2 separate regions of the Mus musculus genome follow, and region 2 is linked to region 1. A link is a contact called in public HiChIP or PLAC-seq data. All regions are on one chromosome and are shown on one strand. The core of a region is the stretch at or near the end of the contact, and the rest is flanking DNA. Distances in the headings are between cores, read along the strand shown.

Region 1 (4,959 bases), core at 731-3,230:
TAAGCCCTCCGTGGGAGCCCAGAGGGTGTAGGCAAGAGGAGGAGATAGATGGTCAAGGTCACCTTTGGCTACACAGCCTTTACTATGTAAAAACCCTCTTCCCTAGAGAAAAGGAAACTTGTTTGGCTCTAGTCCTGAATACACATAGAACTTTCTTTTTCTTGTCACACTCCCTACACAATATTGTATCAAAAGCACTGATATTATGTTACGTATTAAAAACAGAGAATCAACTTCAGGCACAGGGGGTGTACGTTGTTACAGAAGGGACTGGAGCAGCTCAGATATTAGTGTCCAAAGTGGCCTCAGGACCAGTTCCTCGGCAAACTGAAGGCATGCAACATTCCAGCCGGCCTTATGGCCATAGCCACAGCTGGAGTTCCGCAGTCAAGTTTACTTCCAGGATTGAAGAAGAAGAAGAGCTAAGGAAGAGGATGGCTGGCAGGACTTATTTGTCAACCAGAGATTTCACTACCAGGTTCAAGACTGGAAGGGAGGGGAGGGGAAACTGGTACCAACAACTCTTCAATCCCATCACATTTCATTTCTAGCAGGCTATTACTTTTTTTTAACTGACTCTTCAGGCATGAAAAATGTACATTTCATGAAACTCACACTGCAGCTTTTAATTGCAGCGAATATTCTTCCACTGCCTCTTGCTGTGAAAAGATCCCGGCTTCTTCCACCAAAAAGACTCAACCGTTTTATCTGCTCGTAGGCATCCATCATAAGTAATGCCAATATCTTAGAGCTAAAAGGGGGGCTTTTTAAACTTTCTAAGGGTTTAATCAATAGGGTCCTTTTCACAGAAGGCTGAGCTGCCTGCAGAGAATATGAACACCTCTTTTCTCTTTATTCGAATTTAAAATGACAACACACTTTATATAGCACAGCTATTACATTGCAGGTACAGCATTAGGCTCTTGTTTTCAATTATTCTGATGTTCACATCCATTATCCCATCTTAATAGTAAAAATATTAAATGATTAAGAATTTCAAAGAGTCTTATGTTACAAAACCATTCTCTCGAGCAAAAGAGAAACAAAGGGAGAGAAAAGAGAGGGAGAGAGGGATGGAAGGATAAAGGAAGGGAGAAAGAAAGGGGGGACTAAGATGGAAGAAAGGAGGGAAGGCAGGCAGGGTACAAATATTAACATCAATGTTGAAATTCCAATCATAAATGAAAATTTTGGCTTTATTTGTCATTCATTTATGTATTTATTCACGTGTTCTTTTTTGACACAGATTTTCAATATACCATGAGCTGACCTTGCATTCCCTGTCTGTCTCCCTCCTCCTTCCTTCCCAGTGCTAGGACTATAGGCCTATGTCACCACGAACACTGTGGAGGTTTGAATGTTCCCCATTCCCTGCCGCACACACACCACAGGCTCATATATTTGAATGCTTAGTACCCAATTGATGCTAAATTGTTTGTTAGGATTAGGTGATCTTGTTGCTGGAGGAGGTATGTCACTGGGAGTGGGCCCACACCAGGCCCTGTGGTGCGCTCTCTCTCTCTCTCTCTCTCTCTCTCTCTCTCTCTCTCTCTCTCTCTGTGTGTGTGTGTGTGTGTGTGTGTGTGTGAGTCTCCTTGCCCCTGTCTCTCTGTCTCTCTCTCTCTCTCTGCCTGCTGCTGCCTGTGGATTAGGATGCAAAGCCCTCAGATACTGCTCCAGCCCAATGCCTGTCTATTTCCCCGCCATGATGCTAAGGGGATAACTCTGAAACATATCCCTCCCCTGCCCCCTCTCCTCCTACCTGATCCCTACGCCTAGTCTAAGAAGTATTATTTTATTTCTTCCCCCTGTGTAATCAGTTAGTTCCTTATCAAACTGTGTGCTGGGACAGGATAGGCACACACATTAATGAGTTGTTTTATGATCAGACACCAGGATATGACTAAGAACAGACTAACCTGCCCTTAAAGCATTACGACTGGGGGGGAGGAACTTAAAAGACAAAGGTTAAGGAGCCAACATCAAAGACACCTAAACAGCCTGTGAAAGAGCCTAGGAGAAAGCTTAGTCAAGGCTCTCTGCTCTCAAGTGTACAGGAAGCAATGGCACAGGGAAGGGATATTTGAAAGATGACAAAGGTCCTGAGTTACTGAGTCTACTGACGGGAAGGGACTTTATTTTCACATGTGCTGTTCACACCTTTGATTACACACGAACACACACACATCCTTACCAGACTTTCCCTGCTCTACTTTTAACATGAAACTGGAAGTCAGCGGTTAACCAACTGGCTCAGCAGCAAAGGGCAACACCAGAATTTAAACTGGCTCCCACTTACCCCTCAAAGCTTAGGGTTTACTTCTAGATCAAGTTTCAAAATTCAGCAAGACTGGACCCTGGGTTCCTAATGTGTGTGTGTGTGTGTGTGTGTGTGTGTGTGTGTGTGTGTTGGGGGGAGGGGTGGTAATCCTTAAAGGATAAAAAAAAAATCAATGTACATACAAAAAAAAGGAAGAGGGAAAGAAAGGAGGGGAGGCACAGAAGAAGAAATGAAGGTGAGGGAGGAGGGAAAGACAGAGAAAAGAAGGAGGGAGGCAGGAAAGGAAGAAGAATGGAGAAGAGAGGGGAGGGAGGAATGGGAGGAGGGGGGAGGAGAGAGGAGGAGGATTGGGGAAGAGGAGGGAGGAAGAGGGGGGAGGAGAGAGGAGGGGAGGGGAGGAGAAGGAAGGCAAGGAATGGGGAAGGAGAAGGAAGAGAGGGAGAGAAACAGCAGAAGGAGGGCTAGAATCTAAAACTATAGACCTTCTGCTGAGTGTGTAGGCTCGAGACTGAGTACCTGCAAAAGGCTAAGAATCTCTGCAAATCCCAGTCTAGAGACAGGGGAGTCCATGCCCAGCATAGCAGAAGTCAGTAAGTAAATACGATGGTCTCCACACAGTAGGCTTGGAAAGAGCCAGAAGCAGGGTAACCTCATGGCCTCTCCCTAAGAGCGCCTTAGCTGCCAACCATGGGGAGATACAGAGAAGCATGGTGTCTGTCTACACAAGCCACTAAGTCTGGTCTCCCACCATCAAGGACTGGGCCAGCCAGCCAGAGGCTTTCTAGACGGAGTCATACATCCCACTGGCCAGATATAAGCACAGGCTCCCACCTAGTGTACATTAATTTATTTAAAACAAAACACATACTACTGTCAATTTATGAAATTATATCTTAAAGCATTAGTTTTAGTGGGGAATAAATGGACACTTCCCTATCTTCTTCCCATATCCAAAAGGGTTCTTATGAATGGCAAATTTTAGAACCCACTGTCTTGGACTTGCAATATTGTTCTTGCTTGGAATCCAATGGCTTTGACCTTCACGGTACCTGAGCCAGGTGGCTAGCACACTTCCTGGTTCACTGTCCAGGACTCGGCTCTCAGGACTCCTGGGCTATTCTCCTTCCATAGAGTTCTGCATCCACTGCCTTCCAAATTTTTCTGTAGTTCTTCACTCTATTCATCAGGTTTCTGACCCGAGTCTTCCCGAAGTCCTCCACTCCATCAGGTCTCCGGTCTCACCACTGTGGTCAAGCACAATGCCCCACCTTCTACAGCCAATCTACCTTCTCTACTGCAGTCAGACACCTCAGCAGCACCAGAGGGGTGGGGGTGAGGGAAAAAGGAGCATGTGGTAGCCATAGAAACACCAGTTACCAGGTTACCTCATGCCCTGGTCTTCTTCAGCAGGCCTTCCAGCTTAGTAACAGTTGTTTTGGTTTTTTTTTTTTTTCCCCTTGTCCTCCGCTACCTCCATTTCTCATCATCCTCAGCCATCGTTTTAAAACTTCATCCACGGACTCGACCAATCTTTCATCTATTGTAACATTTGCTGAATAAGCACAAGGAGTACTTACTCCCACCACTGAATCTCACCAAACATTTATGCCAGTAGACAAGAACACATCCATCTGGGGTTGGAAGATGATCAGAATAAAGCCACTTAGGTAACAGGAACCAAACAAGGAAAGAGATGACCCACTTTGTTCTTGTCTACTTGTGCATCCTTCAAATGTCTTATTGAAATAGAATTCCTATAATATGGATTGATCCTTTGAAAGGAGACAGACAGTTCAGAGCTGAGGCATACACAAGCTCCATATTGGAGCACTTGATCTAGCAGCAAAGGATCCAGGGCTCAATCCTCAGCATCATAAAAAAAAGATTAAGCATCAGCGGTATATAATATGTTCACCACACATTTCCACTGCCCTGTAATAGTTAAGCCTTGTTACCAACTGATTCGACTGAGAATCACTAGGCAGACAAGTTCTGCCTGTCTCTGTGAGTTGTTTCCAGAAAAGTTTAACTAGAAAGGGAAGCCTATCCCTGAATGGGCACAGAATTATCCCATGGACTGGGATCCAGGACTGAGTTAAAAGGAAAAAGTGAGCCAACCGCCTGTGTTCACGTCTCCGTCCAGTCTGCAGATCAAGGAAACCAGCTCCTTATGCTCCTAAAAGCCATGACTCCCCCATAACGGACTGCACCCTCAAACTGTAAGTCATGTGGTCACCACAACAGGAAACTTAATTAATACAAACCCCCCAAAGAAAACTTGGGCCATTAAAAAGTCCCTCTTACCTACTCCCCCTGCCCTCGGGAAGGAGGACTCTGCTTCCTGTCTCTGTGGATTCACCTCTTTGGGTGTTTCCTGCCAGTGAAGTCAAATGCACTTCCTGCCATGTTTCACTGGTTGGTCAGTGTGTCTGTCTATCTGCCTGAGTATGCTTCCCCCTCCACCCTCCCTCTCATGTTTTTGGATCACAGTCCATATCTATTCCTGAGACCACGAGGCTCTTTCCTGCCTCTAGCCCACTCCCTAAGCTGGGCTCAGTTTAGACCTGTGAAAAACTATCTCATCTTCTAAAATAAACAAGTGCATATTTCCTTTGATTCTTCCTCCTAATGCCAAGAACACCTTCCTTCCTTTGTAGCGTCTGAGTCTACAAACATGT
Region 2 (5,295 bases), core at 515-3,014, 390 kb before region 1:
CCTTTTCTAAAAGAAGTAGCAAGAAGTTCATTAAGGATTTTGAATCTGATGAATCTTTGAATGTCTAATGAGTTCTGTCCTAGGCGTTTGTTTTGCTCAACAAACCCATGCCTTTTGGGACCACCCAGCATGTTTCTAAAGTTGTTAGAGAGGGTCAGGTCCTGGGCTCTGGCAACCCACCCAAGCTAGGTCCAGGCATCTTACTTAATAGGTCAGTTAAAGAGACAAGTGACATGGAAAACTGGAGGAGGGAGATTTATTTACTGTAGCTACATTGGAAAGAGAAACAAATTGACGTCCTGCCACTGTTGCTTCCCACCTCAAGCCCATCTGAGGTTTAGTTTTAAATAGAGGGCAAGAGGCATGCATAGCTAAGCAGTCTCAGCCATGATGTGGTCCCAACCATTACTAACCCATTACTGCCTGGACTCCAGTTTCTTATGCAAGATGGTTTGATGACATTTCTTGGGAGACAAGGCCCTCCTCTGCCTGGCAACAAGTTTTAGCCTTTCCCTTTTTGGAAGGTGGGAATCCAATTTTGGGGGCACCACTCTTCTGTAGTCTGGTAGCCAAGGTGAAGATGGGCATAGTGTCTCTGTTCTGGCTAGTTTTATGTCAACTTGACACAAGGTGGAGTCATCAGAGAGGAGGGAATCTCAATTGAGAAATTACCTCCATCAGATCAGGCTATAGTCAGGCCTGAAGGGCATTTTCTTAATTAGTAATTGATAGGGGAGGGCCCAGTCCATTGTGGGTGATACCATCCCTGGACTGATGGTCCAGGAGTCTATAAGAAAGCAGGCTAAGCAAGCCATGGAGAGCAAGCGAGTAAGCAGCACCCCTCCATGGCCTCTGCATCAGCTCCTGCCTCATTGGAGTTCCTGTCCTGATTTCTTTTGCTGATGAACCATAGTGTGGAAGTGGAAGCTGAATAAGCCCTTTCCTTCTCAAGTTGCTTTGGTCATGGTGTTTCATTGAAGCAGTGATAGTCCTAACTAAGACAGTCTATTTAGATATCTTCATTCCTATCAGGAGGGTATAGAAGCAGGCTTTGAAGTACTTGTATTAACAATTCCTAAACAACATAGCCAGTTTGACCAGCTTGAAGCTGCACTCCCTCTAAGGCTTCTCAGGCAGGAACAGAATTCAACTTTTGTTGGGGAAGTCCAACCTCTGCTTGATTCTTCTCTGTGGGTCGCCTTGAGGCAACACAGATACCTGAGGTAGAAACTTGGTCACACAGAGACCTGACAGTCCTGTAGACCTGCAGATTCCCAGAGGAGAGCGTCAAGCTGAGCTGCCAGCTGTGTCCCTTGGCATTGGAAGCATGTGTGGTGTTGGGGGAGTATTGCTACACAGACTTAATTTACACGTGTTCTCAAAGAAACCAGAGGGAGTTTTAGCTTAACAAGGAGTCTCCGTGTGCCAGGCCCAGCCTAAAGATGTTACCGTTTGATGATTTAGACCCTCTGTGATGCAAAAGCCTTGTTGGAAACTTGTTTGTTTTTGTTTTTTGTTTTTTGTTTTTGTTTCTCATGAAGCTTGTAATGTGGTAAGTGTGTGTGTGTGTCTGTGTGTCTGTATGTGTGTCTCTGTGTGTGTGTACATGTAGAGGCCAGAAGCTGATGTAGATGTCTTTATCACACTTCACCTTATTTTTGAGATAGGGTCTCTCACTCAACCTGGAGCTCACTGATGTGAGTCTGCCTGGGGGTGGGGTGGGGGGTTGTCCTCTTGTTTCCTCCTTGCCCTGTGTTGATAAAACAAACACATGCCATGACATCACACCCATTACTTTTTTACATAGATGCTAGAGATAGAACCAGGGTCTTCATGATTTCACGGCAGGGATCTTGCCCACCAAGCATCTCTCCAGTCATGGGATATCAGCATTCTTGAGAGGGCCAGTGGGTATCAAGGCAGCGATGAACCAGTCCTCCCTGTACCTTTCCTTATCTCCTTCCTAGGAGAAAAACCATAAAGGGGAGAGTCACAATTACTCACTTCCTAAATCCCAGCATGAATCACTGTTAACATTTCAGTCATGCTCGGAGGGAGCCTGCTTTTCCCTCCTGTGTACGTACTTCGATATTGTGTGACTAATCGTCTTAAAAACAGAGCAGGACAGAAGGCTAGAGCTCCTTTTGACAGATGCCCTCATTAGCCTTGTCTCTGTCAGGGTGAGCTAGTCTCTTTTCTGCATTTAATATATACCTCTCCTATTCTTTCATTATATTATCCTACCCCCCTCCATATGCTTGTGTGTGCGTGTGTATATGTTCATGTGTATATTTGTGCATGTGTGTGCAGGTGGAGGTGGAGGCCAGAGCAGCCTTATATATTGTTGCTCAAGCTTCATCTTCTTTGAGGCAGGGCCTCTCACTGGCCTGGAGCTCAGCAGTTAAGGGCTGGCTGGCCACTAAGCTCCAGGGATCCTCTTGGCTCTACCTCCCTAGCTGGGATTAAAAGTGTAGTGTGTACCCACTTACCTGGCCTTTTGTGTGAGCCCTGGGGATCTAACTTAAGCCCACAGGCTGGTACAGGCAATGTAGCTTCTAAGCTGTCTCTTCAGCTCCGTTACAGAGCTTGGATAAAGAGACCGCTTTCTCTTAAATTAACTTTGTATTTATGCTTTGTCAATTTCATAGACGCATATAATGTATTCTGATCATATTCACCCCATTCCCTTTTGAAAAAAAATCTACTATCCACTCTTCCTTTAAAAAACCTCCTCTTCCTCCCCCTACTTTAATGTTCTTAAAAAAAAAAAAAACCCACTGAGTTTAATTAGAGTTGCTTGTGTGAACCTGGGTAAGGAGTCATTTATGGGATCAGGGGCAACTTATCAGTGGCCACACTACTGAAGAAAAGTGATGTCCCTGCTGCAGTAGCCATTGACTGTTGAGAGCAACTCAGCTAAGGAGAAAATCACTTCCTACTTGCTCAAAATATCTACCAAAAAAGAGAAATTACATCTGATTTTTCTAGTGTGGAAACAGAATACATGCAAATGAGCAAACCTGTGAACAGCTCCTTTAAGGAGTGTGTCGGATCTTGTCATGTAATTCCAATTCTGACTCCATTCAAGCCTGCTGTCTTAATGTTGTGCATGTCCCCAGAAGAATGTGTGGACCTGGGGCCTCTGGGTAAACTAAACTTGAGTCTGTGTTCCAGGAGGTGGAGGAATAGCTCCGTGGTTAAGAGCATGTCTGCTCTTGCAGAGGATCTCTGTTCAGTTCCCAACATCCTTATCTGGCAACTTACAACCGCCTGAACTCCAGTTTCCACTGACCCAACGCCCTGTTCTGACTTTTGGGGGGAATTTGTTCTCTTATGCACATAAATTCATACACACACACACACACACACTCACCCACACTTTAAAAAAGAATGTGTGAGAGTTAATTTTATGCAATCTGTTCAATGCTTAATTCATAGATGGAAAAAAAAAGAGCTTATTCTATAGAATTTAAAGAGGTTGTATATTGTGAGTAGCTTTGTGCTACTTTTTGGGGTCAATTCAGTATAAGCAAGAGTCATATGGGAAGAAGAACCTCAAATAAGAAAATGCCTCCATCAGACTGGGAACTCTGCAGGGCATTTTCTTGGCTAATAATTGATATGGGTGGGCCATGCCCACTGTGGTGGTACCACTCCGGGGCTGGTGATCTTGGAGTGGAGAGAAGAGCTGGCCAAGCAAGCAAGCCATGGAGAGCAAACCAATAGTCAGCATCCCTTCATTCTGTGGCTCTGGGCTCTTGCCTTGACTTCCTTGGATGTTGGTTTTTATTTAAGCTGTAAGCTAAAAGAAGCTTTTCTTCCCAAGCTGTTTTTGGTGAGTGTTTTGTCATAGCAATGGGAAGCAAAGTAAGACAGGATCTCGAGGTCATCACAGTGTCTAGAACAGTGGTGGGTTACAACCCCATGGGGGTCACATATCATATATTTACAATTCATAACAGTGGTAAAATTATGGCAATGAAGCAGCAACAAGCTTATGTTATGGTTGGTGGCTGCAACAGCATGAGCAACTGCATGAAAGGGTTACAGCATTAGTTAGGTTGAAAACCACTATGTACAGTTTAACAAATGCTGCTGTCTCCCTGCTGGAAAAGTGAGAAACCACAGTTTGAGACTATCTTTATAGAGGGGCAAGAGGTTCATCTTGACCCACCATAGAGGAACATGGAGGGATGATGCTGGCCCGTAGCCTGGTGCTGTTATCATGAAATACAAATGTGGTGGCAGGTTGTACTTGCTCATAGGTACAAGTTTCCCTGTAAATAAAGTCTGGGGAGGAACAGGCATTTGGGTCTGTGTCTCAGTCTTTTTTGTAGCTATCACAGAATACCTGAGACTGGGTGACTTAGAAAGAACAGATATGTATGTCCTCACAGTTTTGGAGACTCAGAAGGGACGTGCAAGGTAAGGTCTCCTTGCTGTCTCATAACTTAGCAGAGGGCAGGTATAATGAATGGGGTTGGGGAGGAGAGGTAGGAAAGAGGAGGAAAAGAGGAGAGGAGAGAGGAGTAGGGAGAGAGAAGAGAAGAAGGGGAGATAGAAGAGGGGGTAGGGAGAGAGGAAGAAAAGAGACAAGAGGAGGTAGGAAATGAAAGGAGAAATGAGGAAGAGTCTGAAATAGAGAGGGAGAGAGAGAAGCAGGGAAAGAGAAGGGAATGGAAATGGATGGAAAGAGGATGGAAGGATGAAGAGAGAAGTGAGTGAAGGAGAGATAGAGAGGTAGAGAGAGGAGACACAAAGAGGAGAGAAGAAAGGAGAGACAGACAGAGACAGAGAGACAGAGAAAGAGACAGAGAGAAAGCCAGACAGACAGAGACAGAGAGACAGAGAGACAGTCAGACAGAGACAGAGAGACAGAGACAGAGAGACAGCCAGCTAGCCAGCCAGCCAGACAGACAGAAGAGATGTAATGGAAGAGAGCAGGACTGGTTCTGTTCTTTTGTGAATAACTACCTCTTGCAGTCCTGACACTAGCCTGTCCTGACGGTGGCCCCATGATCCACTCACTTCCTGCTCCACCATTCAACACGGCTGTGTGGGGGATCAAGTTTCCAGTACATGAATTCTGTGGGACACACTCAAACCACACCACTGTAAAAGTCTTTCTGAGGGCTACTTTCATTTCTTAACCATAGGAACAATACATCTCTTTTAAAAAGCAATCAAGTGGTTTTCTGTGAGAGCCTCAATACCAGCTCTGGGAAGACATGGCCACTGTATACAGCTCAAATCTGCACAGGGCTGGATTCTCTTGTGCTGTGGGCTGATATCACA

What was found. HiChIP or PLAC-seq counts read pairs in DNA pulled down with a chosen protein or histone mark.
Region 2: a contact with region 1 is called in a FOXA1 HiChIP or PLAC-seq map of pancreatic cancer cells. The contact joins two enhancer-like sites. A contact is called at or near these places in 1 of 484 Hi-C or Micro-C datasets (natural killer cells) and 2 of 115 datasets of contacts at active chromatin or transcription factors (CD8 T cells and pancreatic cancer cells).

What each region holds. Positions count from the first base shown.
Region 1 is chr1:127,230,417-127,235,375 of GRCm38.p6, reverse strand. All of the region lies in intron 1 of Mgat5 (mannoside acetylglucosaminyltransferase 5), which reads right to left. Among named protein-coding and RNA genes, the nearest start is that of Mgat5, 28 kb to the right of the region's middle. Within about 2 kb of position 1,980, at least 68 of the 459 cell types and tissues checked have an H3K27ac peak or open chromatin away from gene starts, as enhancers often do. A contact at or near this core is called in pancreatic cancer cells, where this site is marked.
Region 2 is chr1:127,619,305-127,624,599 of GRCm38.p6, reverse strand. The region is part of intron 2 of Tmem163 (transmembrane protein 163); the gene reads left to right. Among named protein-coding and RNA genes, the nearest start is that of Tmem163, 56 kb to the left of the region's middle. Within about 2 kb of position 1,764, at least 15 of the 459 cell types and tissues checked have an H3K27ac peak or open chromatin away from gene starts, as enhancers often do. A contact at or near this core is called in pancreatic cancer cells, where this site is marked.